Linked DNA regions of Sus scrofa: all the other regions are linked to region 3. A link is a contact called in public HiChIP or PLAC-seq data. All regions are on one chromosome and are shown on one strand. The core of a region is the stretch at or near the end of the contact, and the rest is flanking DNA. Distances in the headings are between cores, read along the strand shown. Region 1 overlaps MOGAT1 (2-acylglycerol O-acyltransferase 1). Region 2 holds the start of FARSB (phenylalanine--tRNA ligase beta subunit). Region 3 holds the start of ACSL3 (acyl-CoA synthetase long-chain family member 3).

The links. HiChIP or PLAC-seq counts read pairs in DNA pulled down with a chosen protein or histone mark.
Region 1: a contact with region 3 is called in an H3K27ac HiChIP or PLAC-seq map of skeletal muscle. The contact joins the enhancer-like site here to the promoter of ACSL3 in region 3. A contact is called at or near these places in 2 of 5 promoter capture datasets (fetal skeletal muscle and liver), 5 of 47 Hi-C or Micro-C datasets (embryonic fibroblasts, fetal skeletal muscle, heart right ventricle and 1 more) and 2 of 2 datasets of contacts at active chromatin or transcription factors (alveolar macrophages and skeletal muscle).
Region 2: an H3K27ac HiChIP or PLAC-seq map of skeletal muscle shows a contact between it and region 3. The contact joins the promoter of FARSB here to the promoter of ACSL3 in region 3. A contact is called at or near these places in 1 of 5 promoter capture datasets (liver), 3 of 47 Hi-C or Micro-C datasets (heart right ventricle, liver and skeletal muscle) and 2 of 2 datasets of contacts at active chromatin or transcription factors (alveolar macrophages and skeletal muscle).

The regions. Positions count from the first base shown.
Region 1 is chr15:124,605,198-124,608,328 of Sscrofa11.1, forward strand. MOGAT1 (2-acylglycerol O-acyltransferase 1) reads left to right here. Exons shown (of 8, transcript XM_003133676.4): 8 at 1-2,728. It also overlaps the pseudogene LOC100523928. Among named protein-coding and RNA genes, the nearest start is that of MOGAT1, 38 kb to the left of the region's middle. Within about 2 kb of position 1,499, at least 11 of the 83 cell types and tissues checked have an H3K27ac peak or open chromatin away from gene starts, as enhancers often do. A contact at or near this core is called in fetal skeletal muscle, liver and skeletal muscle, where this site is marked.
Region 2 is chr15:124,553,471-124,556,538 of Sscrofa11.1, forward strand. FARSB (phenylalanine--tRNA ligase beta subunit) reads right to left here and starts at 1,572. Exons shown (of 17, transcript XM_021074819.1): 1 at 1,430-1,572. The coding sequence starts at 1,487.
Region 3 is chr15:124,740,715-124,743,439 of Sscrofa11.1, forward strand. It overlaps ACSL3 (acyl-CoA synthetase long-chain family member 3), which reads left to right and starts at 1,300. Exons shown (of 16, transcript NM_001143698.1): 1 at 1,300-1,420.

The DNA of each region.
Region 1 (3,131 bases), core at 249-2,748, 140 kb before region 3:
TGATGGAGCTCTCCATTTTAAAGGTTCTCTTCTAATCTGTAATTGCATATAAAATTTAAACAGTAAAACAATGACACCAAAACAACAACAAAAATAACCTCAGAACACCGGGAGAGAAGCTGGGCCGGGAGAGAAATTGTGCATTTATGCTGTCGGATTTGGACATTTCTTTCTCCTGTGTTTCCTTTGCACACTGGGTGCAGGCTGAGTCATTTCCTTTGTCTTGCAGCTAGAAATCTTGAAGTTGTCTCTACCCTGCCAGGTCTATTACACTCACAAGAAAGCTGCAGCTTTGGTGCTTGGGAAAGCCAGCCAGTTTCGCTCTGACCCACGGGGAACCAGGATGAGGGATGTTTTGTGATTTATACAAACTCTTCACCATGACCGTGAAAACAATCAAAGTCTGTCTACTTCAGGGACATCTGTGACTTTATTGTGAGTGTCGGGTTATGTGTAAAACCCCTACTTTCCTCAAGTTACACTTCTGTCCTGGGAAGCTCAGGAAGTGGAGTCTGGATTCATTGTCCTTATTTCCATAACTTTACCTTGATTCCAAACTACCTCACTGGTGCAGATCACCAAGTTTGTGATAAATACGAAAATAAGTGTGGGGTGTGTTAACCTCTGTCTTCTTTTCCTCTAAAATAAGAGACAGTATTGATGGGCTTTGTCATTTGGTTGGTTTTTGCCAACAGCCCAAGGTTGCTCGTTCTCACATTTGTTTTTAAAACTAAGTGATAAAATATCTATTTGTGGGGCTGGGAGAGTTCCTTCAAATAGAATTTGAGTATCTTTTTAGAGGAGAAAAACCAGGCACCTTCAAAACAACCAGCTAGTTACTCTGGTTTGTCTAGGGTAGCAAACACAGCAGCAGTTCTTGATGCTTGAAACAAAGGGATTTCTCTAATGCCTTATATTTTAGTTATTTTAATGGCTCCTTCCCAAACACCTTCAGCTTGGTGCCTTACTATCTTATATAAGAAGAAAGTTGATCTCAATCCATAGATCAGTCATGGGATGGTGAGTTCCTCCTGGCAGAATCGCTGTCTTGTGTGAGTTTTGATCCTGGCCCCGAGAGGATAGACTTTCATGCCTCTCCATGAATGCTTGTGGCACTAACCTGGCAGTTTGATGGACGGTGCCATGGAAGCCAAATTTGAGAGTCGGAAGGGATGTCATAGCCTGTCAGTTATTCCTTCTGCTGATGAAGCGGTTGAACCCCAGTGAGGTTTAATATGGATTGGAACTAACTTCGTGTTATAGATTAAACAGGAGGTCCTGCTCTCCCATGACTGTTGATTAATCAACCAACAATCCTCCTATAAAGCGAAAGTATCAAAAACAGAGTACAATAAAAAACAACACGTAAGGCAGCAAACTCTGTATTATTGAGATTGAGGCTATTTTTCTTTCTTGAGATCAGTACACGGCATTGTTGATTTTCCCTTATGCAAGAGCTATTTTGGGGATACAGCCTGGGCAAAGTCCAAGATTCCAACAACACGCTTAGCCACTGAAGCCTTATATATCAGAGCAGCAGGGTAGGGCAAGGTGCCTCCTGCCTAGGGAGAGTGACAGACCTTGCCAGAGTCTTTCCTCTCAGCTGTGTTGCTATCATTAATGTCACCAAAGTAACCCCACTACTCATACAAAGGTGCAAGCAGAGCTTCTGTCACCTATGGACAGCCCCAAGTCCAGAGACATTCTGGATCCAGCCTTATTTAGTTGCATTGTCATAGCTGCTTTAAAAAATTTTTTAAAATAGCTCTTAGATTCTGGTTAAGAATGATCTTAGGCTCTCTTGAGAATAAAGATAAATCTTCCTTTTGTTGTATTCCCAAGGAGTGTGTGTTTCTTTCCTATTCCATTTGCAGACCAACTTGGAGCCTGGTAGGATTTCTTCTTTTTTTGTTGTTGTTGTTGGTCTTTTTAGGGTCACACATGTAGCATATGGAAATTCCCAGGCTAGGGATCTAATTGGAGCTGCAGCTGCCTGCCTACACCACAGCCACAGCAATGCTGGATCCAAGTCGCATCTGCAACATACTACAGCTCATGGTGAAGCTGGATCCTTAACCCACTGAAGGAGACCAGGGATCGAACCTACATCCTCATGGATGGGTTCATTACTGCTGAACCATGACAGGAACTCCTCTGGTTGGATTTTAAACCCTCTTTTATGGGTTGACACGACCAGAGAAAACTCCAGCCTTTTCTACTTCTCAGGCTTCTGTGTTCAAATCATCCTTCAGCCTCTGGACTTGCCCTAACTGGCCCAGTGACCTGGACCCAGGGGCTTCCTACGTAAATAGAGTTAGGAGTGAACCGTCTCCAAGATTTCTTCTGGCTCTGTCTCTATGGTCACTGCCTGGCTTTTTCTGCCATGGTAATGACATCTGGCTGGAGATTTATCTGGTGACTTTTCCTTTTCCTGTACCCTCCTCACTCGTGTTCCTCCAAGACATGCAGTGAGTTCAAATGATTATCTGACTTTCTTGGTATTTTTCTAAGGAAATAACTTACATCTCTAAGTAAAAATAGAAAATTCTCCAAGAGCCTGCCTCCTTTATAGTATTCAAAACTAAGGAATAACCGTTTGATACTTGTTAACCTCTTTGTAGGAGATGGTGGTGAAGTTTTCTGTTTTCTATATTGTATGTGTGGCTGTGCACTTTTTGAAAGCTCTCGGTTTGTAAAGTTTTGACCAATAAATGTGTTCTGCGCCCAAGTTATCAATGCGTGGGTGTGATATTTCACCCTGGATCAAATGATTTTCCTTTTCCGATACCTTGACAAGGCTGAATTAACTTGGACTTGGGGGTCAATACAAACAAGAGAATTGCAGCCAAACCGTGAGCATCGCCGATTCTCATACTGAAGGGTCAAACCTTTAAATTCACTTGATGGGGTAAAAGAGCAGAAAGCAGGGGCAGGGCTGACAGGAAAGTGTAGGTGTGCAGGGTGAAGCAAGGACAGAGGACAGGAAGAGGCAAGAAGTCAGGAAGTTGCTGTCATCGCATGTGGTTGGAGTTGGTGTGAAACCTCTCAAATCCAGGAATATTCAAACACTGATCAAAAAAATCTCCAGATTCCTCACCAAGGGAATCCCTGCTAGTGGGTACGGGGTTTCT
Region 2 (3,068 bases), core at 322-2,821, 190 kb before region 3:
TTTTTTTTTTTTTTTTAACTTTCCCAGCTATGGATACCCAGGTGGTCACAAACATCCTGAGCAAGTATTTGCTACATATCATCTTGTGTAATTCCAGCATGTCATACACAATCAGTGAGAATAAGGTTTGGAAGTACAGGTAAGAAATATAAAAAAGCATAGTATGAGACAAAAAGTATAGGGAATTACAGCCCAGTTCAGAGGATAAGAGTATTACCTCTACTTTCAGGGACTTATCTCAGAACCCTAGAGGGAATAACACTTTAAGAATATAGTTGACCCAGGAATAAGACAGGATCAGGGATTCTAATTCCGCCCCGCCCCGCCCCGCCCGCCCCCCGCCCCCCCCGCCGCCGCCGCCCCCGTCAAGTCCAAAATCTCTGAATAACTTACAGTTGGCCCTCCTGAGTTCTACACAGCAGGGTTAAACAACCACAGACTACGTAGTACCTTAGTATTTACCAATTCCGACTTAGTTTGTTCAAGGGTCATACATAGTATCTATAAGTACGCCTTAAGAATCTTTTTTAAAAACTAGCTTTACTTTCCCAGTAACATCTTATTGTAGGAAGCAGTGTTAAACCAACTAGGGCTTTGTTATACTGAGCCCTAGAACCAAAAATAGCTCTCACAAATCAACGAGTACAACCGTTATACAAACTGATAACATGGGACGGGACACATACAACTTCAACTGCTACATCTACAGGGTAACTGATAACTGTACTTAATTAGTCTTCCTATTTTAAATGGTAGTGTTTTCAGAACTAAAGAGAGGAAATGTGGCCTAAAAAGTAAGCCCACCGAGTCACTCAGGGCTCAGCCCACATGTTATAACCCTATCTAATGTTGTTTTTTGCACAGACTCTTTTTCGTTTTCTTGACAGCATTAAACATCAGCTGAAATCATTTTAATTAATACGCTGGTCTTAATATCTGCCTCTCCCTCCAGAATGTGATCCTGAACCTTATGCGCCCTCTGCACCGCTGTATTCCCCAAGCGCTAGGAACAGTGCCTGGCACCTAACAGGAGCTCAGTAAATGTTAATAAAAATAATCCTAGCAAAAAAACGCCGTCCCAGCCTCCTGCTCACAAATGGAGTTCCCACAGCGCTCTTCCTATTGCACGCACTTAGCTACACTGAGGGTGCAACCTGAGGCTTCATTCCTGTTCTATTCCCTGACATCTGGCAGGCAGCAGGCACTCGAAGCCAGATCACTGAATGAATGACACTGCGAGCCCATCAGGTACGAGTGATACAATAGCACCCGCGGAGATGCCGGTTCCCAGAGACTACAGCCAGGCCGCGGGAGTGTCCAAGGCCAAAATCTGCCAGGAAACATGAACTTAGCCACAATGCCTTTTTGGAGGGGAATCCCAGCCTGCCACATAAGGCACAGAACCTAAGCTTATGAGGCTGGCACTCACTGTAGGTCCGGCCCAGAGCTCGGAAGAGCACATCGCGCTTCACGCTGACAGTCGGCATGGCGAGTGGAGCCTACTGCGCCGGCGCAGAGAGCAGGCCCCTGGGCTCAGCGACCGAGTTATGTAGGCCCCCCACGCCTTTCGTGCGGGCTGTCCGGTAATATCGCCAGTTTGTTTCCAACAGTTCCTTCTCTCGTTTTTCATCTGAAAGCAAGTAACTTGTCACCTTTAAGCTCAGTAAATGTAGTTTAGTCGGGTGAGTAAAATTCAGGTTGAGAAAGGATAGAGAATCAGATGGAATGGCATGGGATTTAATGGGCAGTAGACCAAACACCCCTCGCTCCTCCAGAGCACTGTAGCCTGAGGTCCCCTCGCCAGGTGGCCAGGGGCGAAGATCGAGGGGGCGGGGCCAGGAGAGGGAGAATCCTGAGTGAGGATGTGAGCAGGAGGGGTTTGAGGCAGCCTGGATGGAAGGATGTCTGAAACCCAGTTGTGGGAGTTAAATCCGACACAGCCCTGTGGGGCTCCTGGGCTCAGGAGCCTTTCTGTGCACCCTATTTCTTGTTCTTGGGAAATGGGCCTCATTCAGCCGCCATGACCTTCCCTGAGTGCCTAGGAACAGGTTCAGGCAGTTGCTGATCAGGGAAGGGAGGAACAGTCAAGCAACAGCATAGCCTTTGGGCAGGTTCCTGCTTCCCTCTCAAGGAATACACCTAAGAGAAAAGTTATATTCCTTATGCTTCTTTTAGAAGTGAATACTTTAAAGTTGAATAGATTTAGAGTCCTTCCTTGTCATTCTCCCTGACTTAACCGCACCCTAAACACAATCACCTGTGAGCTAAAGATTAGGCACCCTGAGCATAACTGCCTGTGGGTTAAAGATTATTAGCACATGATATTTTTCAGGAACTTTCCTAGTTCTAATCTCTGAGCAATATGCCCTTTTCACAAGTACTGTTATTCTAGGCAATAACCCAGAAGACTACTGTCAAGAACATTTGACTCCAGCTCTGATGACTAAGATTCCCCAAAGAAAGAAGACTGCATGTTTTTCCCAATCCTGATTCCTATATGAAAACCTGTCTTTCTTCTTTTTACTATAAAACTCCTCGCAATTATGGGGGGGGGGGAGCACAGAATTTAAGGCATTCTCCTGCTGTGACCCTTCTTTGCCTGGCAAAGCAATAAAGCCATTTTTTTTTCTCCTTTACCCAAAACTCTTGTCTGTGTGTTTCAATTTGGCATCAGTAGACAGAGGCCTAAATCTGGCAACAGGAGCAAGAGAAACTGTTCATTGATTAGCTTTTATCTCATTCCTTAATTTCTCACATTCTTCTATGTGTTATGACTGTGCTTTGTTTGAACATTATAACAGCCCTTTAAGGGAGGCCTCCTTAGAAACCTCTTTTTAAAAGAGGGAACAGGCAGATATTTACTTGTTCACCAGCTGATGCTGTGCTCAATCTTCTGCGGGCTGAGTCTCATAACAACTCTCATTGTAATAGGCAGATAACAGCCCCAAAGATATCAGGCCCTGGAACCTGTACATGTTAAGTGGAAATAGTCTTTTCAGATTAAGGATTTCCAAATGGAAGACGTTATCCTGCATTATCAAAACGGGCCCTAAATGCAATTACATGTA
Region 3 (2,725 bases), core at 50-2,549:
CAATGGAACCTCCTTTCTTAGTAGAAGATCAGGTTGCCTGAGTATCCTTTTTTTAGCAAGGTAAATTGGCCTGGGGCCCGAGGTGAGTGAGCCTTCTTTGCTCTCAGCCTCATCACTCCACCTAGCTCAAGTTGAGGCGGCATCACTGATTTTGAGATTTTCTTGAGAAGCAAGCTCCTGCTTTAGCCTGCGGTTGGCTCGTGAACGTCACCTTTCACCTACTTAAACACAAGTTTTGCATCGCGGGGAGGTTTACTATTCAAACAGCCATTTCTAGCGCCTTCATCACTTCAAAACCAAACCAAACCCTCTAAATGTTTTATTTCCTGTGGTATCATATCTGACTTAACGTTATAACTTCGTTCACTAATTCGTTGGATTTAAAAAAAAACCCCCTTCATCCCACTCCTATTTGTTTAATGAAAGTCAACTTTCTTATTGTGCACTGTAGCTATTGTTTAAGTCATTTGTGTTTTGGTTTGTTTGCTAATGGGAAGGCAGTCTACCTGTGTTCCGTGTCTTTTGTTTTTCCTTCCGTATTGTCTAACGTGGGATATAATGGCAACCTCCTTAAAATGCAGGAACACTTCTAGCTTCATAAGAAAAACATCCAAAGACGATAATTTGGGGTAAACTTTGTCCTTTGAAAAATATCAATCTTTTATAAATAGTGCACTGAGGGGAGAAGGGTTATTTGCAGGGTTCAGAGAAGTCAAAACAGGAGAAATAATAAACATGGTACATGGCTAGAATTTTTGAGCCCCTCTCGCTTCAGCCATTTCCAAAAATCATTTTATTTTAATAATTTGACAAATTTGTTCAAGAACAAAACAAGTAAACACGTTAAGAATGAAAATAATATGCGCATTTCCCTCTGATCTATATTAAGATTTATGCATTAGAGTAATAACTGTGTTTGTAAATCTTTTGGGGGCGGGGGGGTCGGAGTCTTTTTCTCCAGGAACGGCCTCCGCTGTAGACCCGGTCGGACCCTCCCCTCCTCCGCCAGCTTCCCGGCCGCGCAGCCCGGCTCCCCTCCCCCTGCAGCTGTGGTCCCATTCCTCCCCGCCGACGGCTCCCCGCCCCGCGCCGGCTGCGGCTGGGTCCCGTCCGCCGCTGCTCCGTGGAATGACCTGTAGTAACCCCGCCCCGCCCCCGGCCGCCCGCGCCGCGCTCCCGGCCGGAATTCGATAGGCCCAGCCCCGCACGCGCCACCGCCGCCGGGCCAATGGGCGGCGGTCTCTCTGCATATGCAACGAGCGCCGGCCGGGGGAGTGCGTCCCGGGCGGTTCGGCTCAACAGACGCTGGTCTGCCGGCGCCGGGGAGCGGAGCCGTGCCAGTCGCCGCGGACAGAGCTGGGACGACTGGGAGGAGTAGGAGGCGGCGGCTGCGGCTGCGGCGCCGGACCAGGCAGCAGAGGTACGCCCCCTTGCAGCGCGACTGCGGCGGCGGCTGCGTCAGGGTCCCCAGGAGGCGGCTCGGGGAGTGAATGCTCTGGGGGTGCAACCAGGCCTTCGTGGGCCGGAGTCGGGAGGAACCCGGGCCCCGGCGTTGCGGTGAGTGCGGCGCCGGTTGTGGGGAGCAGCGGAGCTTGGTTGGCGGCTTGGCCTCAGCGTGCGACCGAGCTGGGCCCGAGGGCGGCGGTGTTTTGGGGGAGGGACGCTGCCGGCCTGCTCGCCCCCCGGTCCCCGACGTAGCCGCCGATCCCGGCGCCGGGGGTGTGCGCGCCGGAGGTGCGGGCTCCCCCCGCGACGTGGGGAGAAGCAGCCGGGCCGGGTGGGAGGCGCCGCTGTGGGATCCGGGAAGCGGCTGAGGTGGGGCTCGGGCCGAAGGGCCCACGTGAACTGGGGGACCGCAGCGGAGCGGCCGCGCAGCCCGGGGGAGGAAGGACACACGGGGTCCCTCCCGGCGTTCCGGGGGCGGGGTGGGGTGGGAGGTTGGCTGCTTTCACTAGCTCGGCTCTGAATGTAGTCCCTGGGAGCGGAGAAACTGAGCCGCACAGGGGGGCGGGGGGCTTTGCTGCAGTGCGTGAGGAGAAATTGGAGGTGTGAGATGCGTCGACTTTGGTGGTATTTGTTCTGGCCGCAGTCGGTTCTGATGGGGCTGGGATTAATACTGTTGTTTCGGGGTTGGAGTTGAAAGTTTACCTTTCCCCAGGTGCATTTTAATTATACACTAGTTAGGGAATGTGCAATACCGAGCGACTGCTTACTGCCAGCAATCCAGTGAGGCTGAGATGATCAGACCCGTTTCACAGATGAGGAACCCGAGGCCCAGAGACATAGAACTCGTTTGTCTAGGCTGCATTTAGAAAATGTGCTCTAAGCTATTGTGTATCGGGCCCTTCAAAAATAGATAGGGCATAACGATGTCTTTGAAATTATTTGAAGGCTAGAGAGGGGCTAGGCTTCGTGTAAGTCATTATAGCTGAATAAAATGACAAACAGCTGACGCTTATTGAGCCTTTATTAACATTCCAGGCTTTGTGCTAAGAGCTTTATGCATAGTATCTCTAAAACTGTTAACATCCTTCTAGGGATCATTTTACAGCAGGAGAAACTGCCATTTGGGCCTAACTTTCCCCCAGATCAGAACAAGAAAGAAAAGCTGGGATTCAGACCCACCTGTCTGAAAATGCAGAGCTCTCACATCTAAGCACTATATTATGCTGCCTCTCCTCGGTAGCTGGCTGAAGTTGTCACACAGTGGATTTTTGTTTGGCTG